Linked DNA regions of Arabidopsis thaliana: region 2 is linked to region 1. The links are chromatin contacts, called in public targeted proximity ligation maps. All regions are on one chromosome and are shown on one strand. The core of a region is the stretch at or near the end of the contact, and the rest is flanking DNA. Distances in the headings are between cores, read along the strand shown. Region 1 holds the start of AT4G05150 (Octicosapeptide/Phox/Bem1p family protein). Region 2 holds the start of UBQ10 (polyubiquitin 10).

What was found.
Region 2: a contact with region 1 is called in a targeted proximity ligation map of shoot, with 12 read pairs. A contact is called at or near these places in 2 of 26 Hi-C or Micro-C datasets (root and rosette leaf) and 1 of 2 datasets of targeted methods (shoot).

Annotation. Positions count from the first base shown.
Region 1 is chr4:2,658,060-2,663,672 of TAIR10.1, forward strand. It overlaps AT4G05150 (Octicosapeptide/Phox/Bem1p family protein), which reads left to right and starts at 2,097. Exons shown (of 2, transcript NM_116754.4): 1 at 2,097-2,601; 2 at 3,505-4,849. The coding sequence starts at 2,280. The coding sequence ends at 4,616.
Region 2 is chr4:2,716,212-2,721,584 of TAIR10.1, forward strand. It overlaps UBQ10 (polyubiquitin 10), which reads left to right and starts at 1,766. Exons shown (of 2, transcript NM_178968.5): 1 at 1,766-2,043; 2 at 2,348-4,097. The coding sequence starts at 2,348. The coding sequence ends at 3,721. It overlaps AGD13 (ARF-GAP domain 13), which reads right to left. Exons shown (of 9, transcript NM_116772.4): 6 at 5,315-5,373; 7 at 5,109-5,231; 8 at 4,928-5,023; 9 at 4,299-4,842. The coding sequence ends at 4,561.

The DNA.
Region 1 (5,613 bases), core at 847-3,346:
TCCTACGGAGCCAAGAAACATAGAGAATTCAACTATAGTTTTTTATAACCAAAACATAAAACTTCGAAAACCAAAACGAAAACAAATTGGAAAAACGTGGTAGTAATAATCTTCAAGTGTGAGCATATTGTTCCAAGAAATGTTGTTCCAACTCCAAGAATACAGCAAAAAACAGTGAAGACTTTAGATATGTCTTATTTATGTTTTCTTTTGGAAAAATGTAATAATTTGAAATTATAAGTTGTGTCATTATTCGTTTATGTATATCATAGTACAATATATGATAGATTACGTTGAAAGAGTAAGATAGATAGATAATATAATGTTTGATATAGATTTTCTCGTCATACCCAACAAGTAAACAAAAAACCTTACTAACTGCAACACCATTGGAAACTTATCCTCTTTTCATTGGTCAATTTCTTCTTTTCGCTATTGTTTAGTCGAACTAAAACGTCATTAAATATCAATCAAACTACAGAGACATTATTTTTGTTTAACAATACAATAACATGGACTTCAAATTAGTTTTAGTGGAAATAATGATTAGTACTAATAAAATTCGATCGCCTGTCGTAATAACCAACTCAGCTCAATGTCACATGCTAAGAAGTAAGAACTCCTGATTATATTTTATTTTTAATTCTGTTGCTAGATTAATTAAATAAAATAAAGTCAGGAATTTTGTTTTCCTTCTTTACTCTTTTTTTTGTGCCGACGTCAAGAACCTAGTTGAAGATTGAAAATATATATTAGATACAATTTTTAATTATATGTTATCTTTTTTTTTTTTCTTGTCTAAATTATATGTATCTTAAAATCGTTAAATCACAATGGTTTTTGTGGAGTCAAGTCAAATGCATATGGTGAATGATTAGGAGCATCTAACTTCTGGCTGATAGCTATTTGACGGCTACGATGCATCTGTCATATAAAATGGAATAACGGCCAGTAGTTCTCATAGACCGCTATTATTTTGGCCAACAGATTGATCGTAAGAAAATATAATAGTTGTATACATTAGTCTTTTTGGACACAAAATTTTTGATGAAAACTTTAACGAAGTTGAGACGAAAAGAAAAAAAAAAAATGTTTCTCATGAAAATATAGTTACATTACATAAGGAATGCGTATGGTAAATGTTTGTTTTTTGAAAGTTTTATTATGATAAAATTATTATATTAGATTTATATTTTTTTTATTTTTTTGTCGACCGTTATTAATTATTTTTTTATTTTTTGTTCAAAGATATTAATTGTTGCATTAGATAACATAAAATATATATAAAAAACCAAGATTTGTTCACAAGATAAAAAACCAAACCAAATCCAAATTTCATAAGATATTTTCTACACTAACTAAAGTACTTCAATCGAACGATTCTGTTACAACTTTGTAATAGTAAATAAGTAATTAGATTTCTGAGTAAAACATAGATTATCAAAGTCGCTTTTATTATTGTTTTGTTTGCAAGACTCGTGCTTACAAATCTCCCATTGTAATCAACTATCGTTTTCTAGAGTTTGTTTCAGTCATTCTTACACTCTTATTGACTACTCTTATTGATTATTGGAATTTTTTTTTCTTTTTTTTTTTCAATCTTTGCTTTTATTCATTGAAACAAAGAACAATTACAAGCATAAGAGTTAAAGAACTCAAAAATTAAAACATTACAACAAAAGGTATTCTCCAATACCATAAAAAAAAAATCTAAAATTCATCGATTTGAAGTCCATGAGAGTTTTAAGGCAAAGACAAAGAAACACAATGCAACATATGAGATTATAGAGAATCTAAAGATCATTGTTTTATTTTGTTTTATTTTGATCGAAAGATTACAGAAAATCAAGGAATTGTTTTATTTTGTTGATATATTTTTGTGGTAATATTTTTAAAATTACTTTTTTTCTTTCATATAAATAAAATTCGATAGAAATTAGTATTTATATATATATATATATATATATATATATATATATATATATCTGTATCTCATTTATTCAAAATTATCATTTGTGCAAATCGGTTAATAAATGTCGTTTATGACACTAACGAGTAATGAGTGGTGATAATAATCAATTCGGTAATACTCTCACATTTATAAATTATATTAAAATATTCAAACGGTTAACTAATTATATTACTTTATTTTTTGTGCAACAAACTAATTATATTACATGAGAAAAAATAATGCTGTGAGAATGCGGTACATGACAGCCACGTATCTCTAACATATCCTCTTCCCGAACATTCACCTTAATAATTTATATGGTCGTTGAATGAAATCGAATCAAAAAAAACAAAAATCCCCAAATTACCAAAATCCTCGGCGACAAAGAGGAGAGATAGAGAGAGAGAAAGAGGCGAAAATAATGGCGTCGATCCCTCCGCCGGAGCTTGACAACGACTCACTGGCGTCATCGCCGAGATCGGAGTACGATAGTCAGCCACGCGTACGGTTCATGTGTACTTTTGGAGGAAGGATCTTGCCACGTCCGCCGGATAATCAGCTCTGTTACGTCGGCGGCGATAATCGCATGGTCGCTGTTCATCGTCACACTACTTTCGCCTCTCTCCTTAGTAAACTTGCTAAACTCTCCGGTAAGTTAAAATCATTCCCTTCCGATTTTCGAATCGTGTCATGATGATCATTGAAAACCGATTAGGGATTTTAGTTGGATGATTTTGATATGATCTCTTATCGGGCCTTTGTGGGCCTCGTCTAAGAAAATCGCCACAAGGAAATTTTTAGATATGATGAGCGAATTATTTGGTTAATTTTTAAGATTTTTTTGCAGCTTAACTGATTTTTATGGAAATTGGGCAGATTTTTATTGGTCTGTGGCCACAAAAGGTCTGGCATATGATATTTTTTCTTCAATCATTTAATTTTGCACGATCATGAAAATTATCGACTCGGAACATTTGATCCAATGATTAATTAATATTATCTCCATTTCGCAATATAAATTGTTTTAGTTAAAAATACACAAATTAGTAATATTTACTTTTTTAAAGTTCCAACCAATCATAAAAAAAGATTTTATAATATAAATAATTATAAAGTATTTAAAATAATATATAATTTACATAAAAATTTGAAAACAATTTATATTATAAAACAAAAAAATGGTTCAATACAACTTATATTATGAAACGAATCTAATACAACTTATTTTATGAAACAGAGTGAGTTCGTTAGAAATAAAAATTGGGTTTAGAAGAAGTTATGGCGATCACTGTCATATTACCCAAATACAAAATTGAATCTAAATCATATGATATTTTTTTGTTTTCTTTGTCAACTATGAATTATTGGTCTAAAAAAACATTTTTGCTGTTTATTAAAATATTTTTCAAACTTATTGTTGGAAATTGGGCAGATATTTTGTTGGCCATGAGATTTTGGAATTTTGCGGGAAAGTATTCATTCAATTTATAAAAAGAAAATATTTTGATTGGGGAATAATAATGATGATTGTTGCGTTGGAATATTTGGATAAGGTAAAAGCAACATAAGCGTGAAGTACCAGCTACCAAACGAAGATCTTGACGCGTTGATTTCCGTATCAACGGACGAAGATGTAGAGAACATGATGGACGAATACGACCGCGTCGCACAGAATCAAAACCCACGCGCCTCTCGTCTTCGTCTTTTTCTCTTCACCAAAAACGTCGCCGGAGAAGAAGATAACGATAGTCGAGCTAGCAGTATCAGCTCTCTCCTCGATAGCTCTGTTAATCGGGAGCAATGGTTCCTCGACGCTCTTAACCTCGGTTCTTCCGCCGCCGCAACCGCGGTATCTAACGGTGGGTCCGGTAGAGTCTTTGAGCGAGTTAGATCTGAAGTCTCGTCGATTGTTTCTGAAGTTCCTGATTATCTCTTTGGATTGGATAATTTCGATGAAACTGCTCCGCCGCATGAGCTTCGTGATCGTGATCCGAGAGCTAAGATCCAACGAGAAGTCTCGACGCTTTCGGATCCTGGTTCGCCTCGTCGCGATGTTCCTTCGCCGTATGGTTCGACGTCTTCGGCTCCTGTGATGCGAATATCTACACCGGAACTTCCACCACCAGTTTTTATTAAACCGGAAAGTCCAGAACCGGTTTCGACTCCGAAATCCAATCCTCAACCGGAACAAGTAATGCAACAGAGTAATCTCCCGGTTAACTCGCAATGGCAATATGCCCCTGGCCCAGGCCAACAGGTTCATTACCAGGGTCATACCATTCACCAATCACCGGTTTATTACGTTCCTGGTTCGGTTCCGGGTAATCATATGGTCCAGCAAGGAAATCATATGGTTCAACCGGGTAATCATATGGTACAACCGGTTCAAATGCCGGGTCAGTATCTTCAACAATACCATCATGTACCAATGGGATACCACCAACCTCAGACTCATCAGATGGCTGGTCCGGGTCAAGTATATGGTGGAACGGTTAGGCCGGTTATGATGGCAGTTGATGGAATGAACCGGACGGGTTATTATGGAATGAAAACACCCGGTCCGGTTCAAATGTATCAGCATCACACTGGTATGGTTGTTCCTGGTGTAGAAGAACAACAACAATACAGAACCGAAACGGATTCGGATACGGGTCGGGCTTCTTAGCTGTTTGAAGAAGAAATATGAAAAATTATCACATCCGGGGTTTTCGTCTTTTCATTGGAGTCGTTCTTATTCGTTACTGTGTGAACTGTGTATTATTTTTTGTTTTACTTTTGTAAAATTTATTTTTGTGTGTAATAATTTTGTATTACAAAATATAATGAACAGTAAAACCCAATAATAATAACATTATAATCTATCAATAGTGAATTACATTTGCTAAACTTTTTTTTGTCATCTTATTACTCGATTTATCATAATAATGTTAATGGAATATAATTTGTCAATCATATGTTCCTCTTCGTCTTTGCTGGTGACTTGTGAGGAAGTAGATATGTCTTAGAAACCACACCGAATTCAATCTCATATGTTTGTTGGTGATGTCTTCATAGTTGTAACTTTTAATACAATCTAACAAAGCATAAAATGGAAGGGAGGTAAGGATATTGTGTTGCATCATTCTTCTCACAATCACTTCTTCTTTACCAAGATTGTCGAAGCATGCATTATAACCATTATAACCATGCATCTTAAACACATCCTCCCCTTTTTTTCCTTTTTTGTCGATACCTTTTTATGTTCATTTGAACTTTCTCTTTATGTTCATTTGTTCTACAAGTACTATTCTTGTAAAACATGTTATTTGTTTAATTGTCCCTACTCACTAGTCACTACCTATTTTACTAAAATCACAATTTCTACTTTTAGCTACCATACTATTCATAATCGTAACAACTAACACACTTACATGACCAAAAATAGATTTTTGTACCATTTAATCTTAACTATTAATTTGTAAACGATCTCACTACTATTGTAACGTTTAGTCCGTCCTTACTAGTGTGCTCCACGTTCTTTCTCAGGTCTATGGACTCATCCCTGTCCGACGATCGGTCCGCCAAATCTAAGAGGTTTTAAAGACTTGTTAACGATCCTACAAATCACTATACGATATTTCATCATGTTTTATCCTCATTTACATGGTTCTGATAATCATTTC
Region 2 (5,373 bases), core at 516-3,015, 58 kb after region 1:
AGAAATTTATGTGGATTTTATCCTATTTGTAGGTGTAACTCTTTTCTTCTAGGTTTTAATATTTTTCTTCAAGTAAACTTGTTGTTATTGAATTCCCTTTAGTCGAAAGCAGCGATCAAGCTTCTCTTATAAGTTACAAACCCTAATTTCAGCAAACACAACTTGGAAACACTAGCAGCAACAACTTTGTTATTTTAAAACATTAGCAAAAGAAATCTCATTGCAACATCAAATGGCAAAACTGGAAGGTAAAAAAAGCAGAACTTATCAAACAAGACTACCAATATGATGAACTGATGATTTTTTTTTTTTTTTTTTTGGCTCAACAACAAACTTTCCATTCACCCATTTATGGATACACAGTCTAGCTCAACAGAGCTTTTAACCCAAATTGGTACAATAGAATACAACTTTAGATCATAATTCTCAAAAGAAAGAGATTCCTTAGCTATTCTATCTGCCACTCCATTTCCTTCTCGGCTTGTATGCACAAGCATAAAATCCTCAAACTTGCTAAGTAGATACTTTATGTCTTGGATAATTGGATTGAGACTTGACAAGCATAACTTTCATGTAACCAAAGACACAAGTTGCTGAGAATCCACCTCAAAAATGATCTTCCTATAATTGAATCGGGATAATGACAGCACAGCCCATCTAAGAGCCTCCACTTCTACTTCCAGCACGCTTCTTACTTTTACCACAGCTCTTGCACCTAACCATAACACCTTCCCTGTATGATCGCGAAGCACCCACCCTAAGCCACATTTTAATCCTTCTGTTGGCCATGCCCCATCAAAGTTGCACTTAACCCAAGATTGTGGTGGAGCTTCCCATGTTTCTCGTCTGTCCCGACGGTGTTGTGGTTGGTGCTTTCCTTACATTCTGAGCCTCTTTCCTTCTAATCCACTCATCTGCATCTTCTTGTGTCCTTACTAATACCTCATTGGTTCCAAATTCCCTCCCTTTAAGCACCAGCTCGTTTCTGTTCTTCCACAGCCTCCCAAGTATCCAAGGGACTAAAGCCTCCACATTCTTCAGATCAGGATATTCTTGTTTAAGATGTTGAACTCTATGGAGGTTTGTATGAACTGATGATCTAGGACCGGATAAGTTCCCTTCTTCATAGCGAACTTATTCAAAGAATGTTTTGTGTATCATTCTTGTTACATTGTTATTAATGAAAAAATATTATTGGTCATTGGACTGAACACGAGTGTTAAATATGGACCAGGCCCCAAATAAGATCCATTGATATATGAATTAAATAACAAGAATAAATCGAGTCACCAAACCACTTGCCTTTTTTAACGAGACTTGTTCACCAACTTGATACAAAAGTCATTATCCTATGCAAATCAATAATCATACAAAAATATCCAATAACACTAAAAAATTAAAAGAAATGGATAATTTCACAATATGTTATACGATAAAGAAGTTACTTTTCCAAGAAATTCACTGATTTTATAAGCCCACTTGCATTAGATAAATGGCAAAAAAAAACAAAAAGGAAAAGAAATAAAGCACGAAGAATTCTAGAAAATACGAAATACGCTTCAATGCAGTGGGACCCACGGTTCAATTATTGCCAATTTTCAGCTCCACCGTATATTTAAAAAATAAAACGATAATGCTAAAAAAATATAAATCGTAACGATCGTTAAATCTCAACGGCTGGATCTTATGACGACCGTTAGAAATTGTGGTTGTCGACGAGTCAGTAATAAACGGCGTCAAAGTGGTTGCAGCCGGCACACACGAGTCGTGTTTATCAACTCAAAGCACAAATACTTTTCCTCAACCTAAAAATAAGGCAATTAGCCAAAAACAACTTTGCGTGTAAACAACGCTCAATACACGTGTCATTTTATTATTAGCTATTGCTTCACCGCCTTAGCTTTCTCGTGACCTAGTCGTCCTCGTCTTTTCTTCTTCTTCTTCTATAAAACAATACCCAAAGAGCTCTTCTTCTTCACAATTCAGATTTCAATTTCTCAAAATCTTAAAAACTTTCTCTCAATTCTCTCTACCGTGATCAAGGTAAATTTCTGTGTTCCTTATTCTCTCAAAATCTTCGATTTTGTTTTCGTTCGATCCCAATTTCGTATATGTTCTTTGGTTTAGATTCTGTTAATCTTAGATCGAAGACGATTTTCTGGGTTTGATCGTTAGATATCATCTTAATTCTCGATTAGGGTTTCATAGATATCATCCGATTTGTTCAAATAATTTGAGTTTTGTCGAATAATTACTCTTCGATTTGTGATTTCTATCTAGATCTGGTGTTAGTTTCTAGTTTGTGCGATCGAATTTGTCGATTAATCTGAGTTTTTCTGATTAACAGATGCAGATCTTTGTTAAGACTCTCACCGGAAAGACAATCACCCTCGAGGTGGAAAGCTCCGACACCATCGACAACGTTAAGGCCAAGATCCAGGATAAGGAGGGCATTCCTCCGGATCAGCAGAGGCTTATTTTCGCCGGCAAGCAGCTAGAGGATGGCCGTACGTTGGCTGATTACAATATCCAGAAGGAATCCACCCTCCACTTGGTCCTCAGGCTCCGTGGTGGTATGCAGATTTTCGTTAAAACCCTAACGGGAAAGACGATTACTCTTGAGGTGGAGAGTTCTGACACCATCGACAACGTCAAGGCCAAGATCCAAGACAAAGAGGGTATTCCTCCGGACCAGCAGAGGCTGATCTTCGCCGGAAAGCAGTTGGAGGATGGCAGAACTCTTGCTGACTACAATATCCAGAAGGAGTCCACCCTTCATCTTGTTCTCAGGCTCCGTGGTGGTATGCAGATTTTCGTTAAGACGTTGACTGGGAAAACTATCACTTTGGAGGTGGAGAGTTCTGACACCATTGATAACGTGAAAGCCAAGATCCAAGACAAAGAGGGTATTCCTCCGGACCAGCAGAGATTGATCTTCGCCGGAAAACAACTTGAAGATGGCAGAACTTTGGCCGACTACAACATTCAGAAGGAGTCCACACTCCACTTGGTCTTGCGTCTGCGTGGAGGTATGCAGATCTTCGTGAAGACTCTCACCGGAAAGACCATCACTTTGGAGGTGGAGAGTTCTGACACCATTGATAACGTGAAAGCCAAGATCCAGGACAAAGAGGGTATCCCACCGGACCAGCAGAGATTGATCTTCGCCGGAAAGCAACTTGAAGATGGAAGAACTTTGGCTGACTACAACATTCAGAAGGAGTCCACACTTCACTTGGTCTTGCGTCTGCGTGGAGGTATGCAGATCTTCGTGAAGACTCTCACCGGAAAGACTATCACTTTGGAGGTAGAGAGCTCTGACACCATTGACAACGTGAAGGCCAAGATCCAGGATAAGGAAGGAATCCCTCCGGACCAGCAGAGGTTGATCTTTGCCGGAAAACAATTGGAGGATGGTCGTACTTTGGCGGATTACAACATCCAGAAGGAGTCGACCCTTCACTTGGTGTTGCGTCTGCGTGGAGGTATGCAGATCTTCGTCAAGACTTTGACCGGAAAGACCATCACCCTTGAAGTGGAAAGCTCCGACACCATTGACAACGTCAAGGCCAAGATCCAGGACAAGGAAGGTATTCCTCCGGACCAGCAGCGTCTCATCTTCGCTGGAAAGCAGCTTGAGGATGGACGTACTTTGGCCGACTACAACATCCAGAAGGAGTCTACTCTTCACTTGGTCCTGCGTCTTCGTGGTGGTTTCTAAATCTCGTCTCTGTTATGCTTAAGAAGTTCAATGTTTCGTTTCATGTAAAACTTTGGTGGTTTGTGTTTTGGGGCCTTGTATAATCCCTGATGAATAAGTGTTCTACTATGTTTCCGTTCCTGTTATCTCTTTCTTTCTAATGACAAGTCGAACTTCTTCTTTATCATCGCTTCGTTTTTATTATCTGTGCTTCTTTTGTTTAATACGCCTGCAAAGTGACTCGACTCTGTTTAGTGCAGTTCTGCGAAACTTGTAAATAGTCCAATTGTTGGCCTCTAGTAATAGATGTAGCGAAAGTGTTGAGCTGTTGGGTTCTAAGGATGGCTTGAACATGTTAATCTTTTAGGTTCTGAGTATGATGAACATTCGTTGTTGCTAAGAAATGCCTGTAATGTCCCACAAATGTAGAAAATGGTTCGTACCTTTGTCCAAGCATTGATATGTCTGATGAGAGGAAACTGCAAGATACTGAGCTTGGTTTAACGAAGGAGAGGCAGTTTCTTCCTTCCAAAGCATTTCATTTGACAATGCCTTGATCATCTTAAGTAGAGTTTCTGTTGTGGAAAGTTTGAAACTTTGAAGAAACGACTCTCAAGTAAATTGATGATCACAAGTGAAAGTGTATGTTACATAAGTGGATATTTCACCCTTTTTCCATCAATCAAAACATCATATAGTAATCCATTGGTTTATACAAACATCAAAATACATTTACCTCTGAAATGAGGAAAAAAATGCAAAGAGATTTTTGAAAATTTCCAACAAATGGAGAGAAAAAAAAAAAACAAAGAATTAAATCAATCAGTACATTTATAAAGGTTATGAGACCTATATGACACTTATTGGTCAAGTGGCAGCCATTCCATTTCTAGCTCTAATTCTCCAGACTCTACATTCTGAAGCTTGATCTGAACCTCCTGTTTCACTTTCCCATCAACAATGTTAATGATACTGTCATCTATTAATGGGTTATCATGCGATTTTAGCCATTTCCCAATCTGCATATCCCCAAACATTTCTGGATCCCCAAAAGCCATTGCAGATGTTATCAAAGGTTGTATATCAATATCTGCTTCTCCCATTATGTCATCAGCAGAAAATGTATCATAATCATACACTTGCTGCAACCACATAAGAAACCGTAAGATATATATATAAGCTTTGGCAATGACTGAAATCGTCAATAGAAAATGAATTTGCTCTTACCAATTTCACAGGGCCATAGCTCTCAGGAACAGACAGCATGAGTTCTTGATTCCATACCGGGTTCAAATTACTATTCATAACAGTTGTCTGAAGTTTCTGAATAAACAAGACAATTTTACTCAAGATTCACAGCATCAACAAGAAGTAAAGCTAATAAAAAGATGCAAAGCAAATCACTTACTTGCTTCCCTAGATTCAACACAACATATGGATCACTTGACATCATGTCTCTGATTGCTAAGTTAGTTCCCTTCTTAATAGTCACCTTCAACAATCCAATAAACTCTACCATTCCTTCCTGAAACTGTCAAATTTACCGATTTCAAAACATGCAAGAAGAAAGGTATAAGAAAGAAAACGTTAACTTATGCAAGTTTGAAGCTTTACCATCGTCTGCGATGATGAATTTGTGCGAAAACTATCCATGATCTTTCTAGAAAGACTTG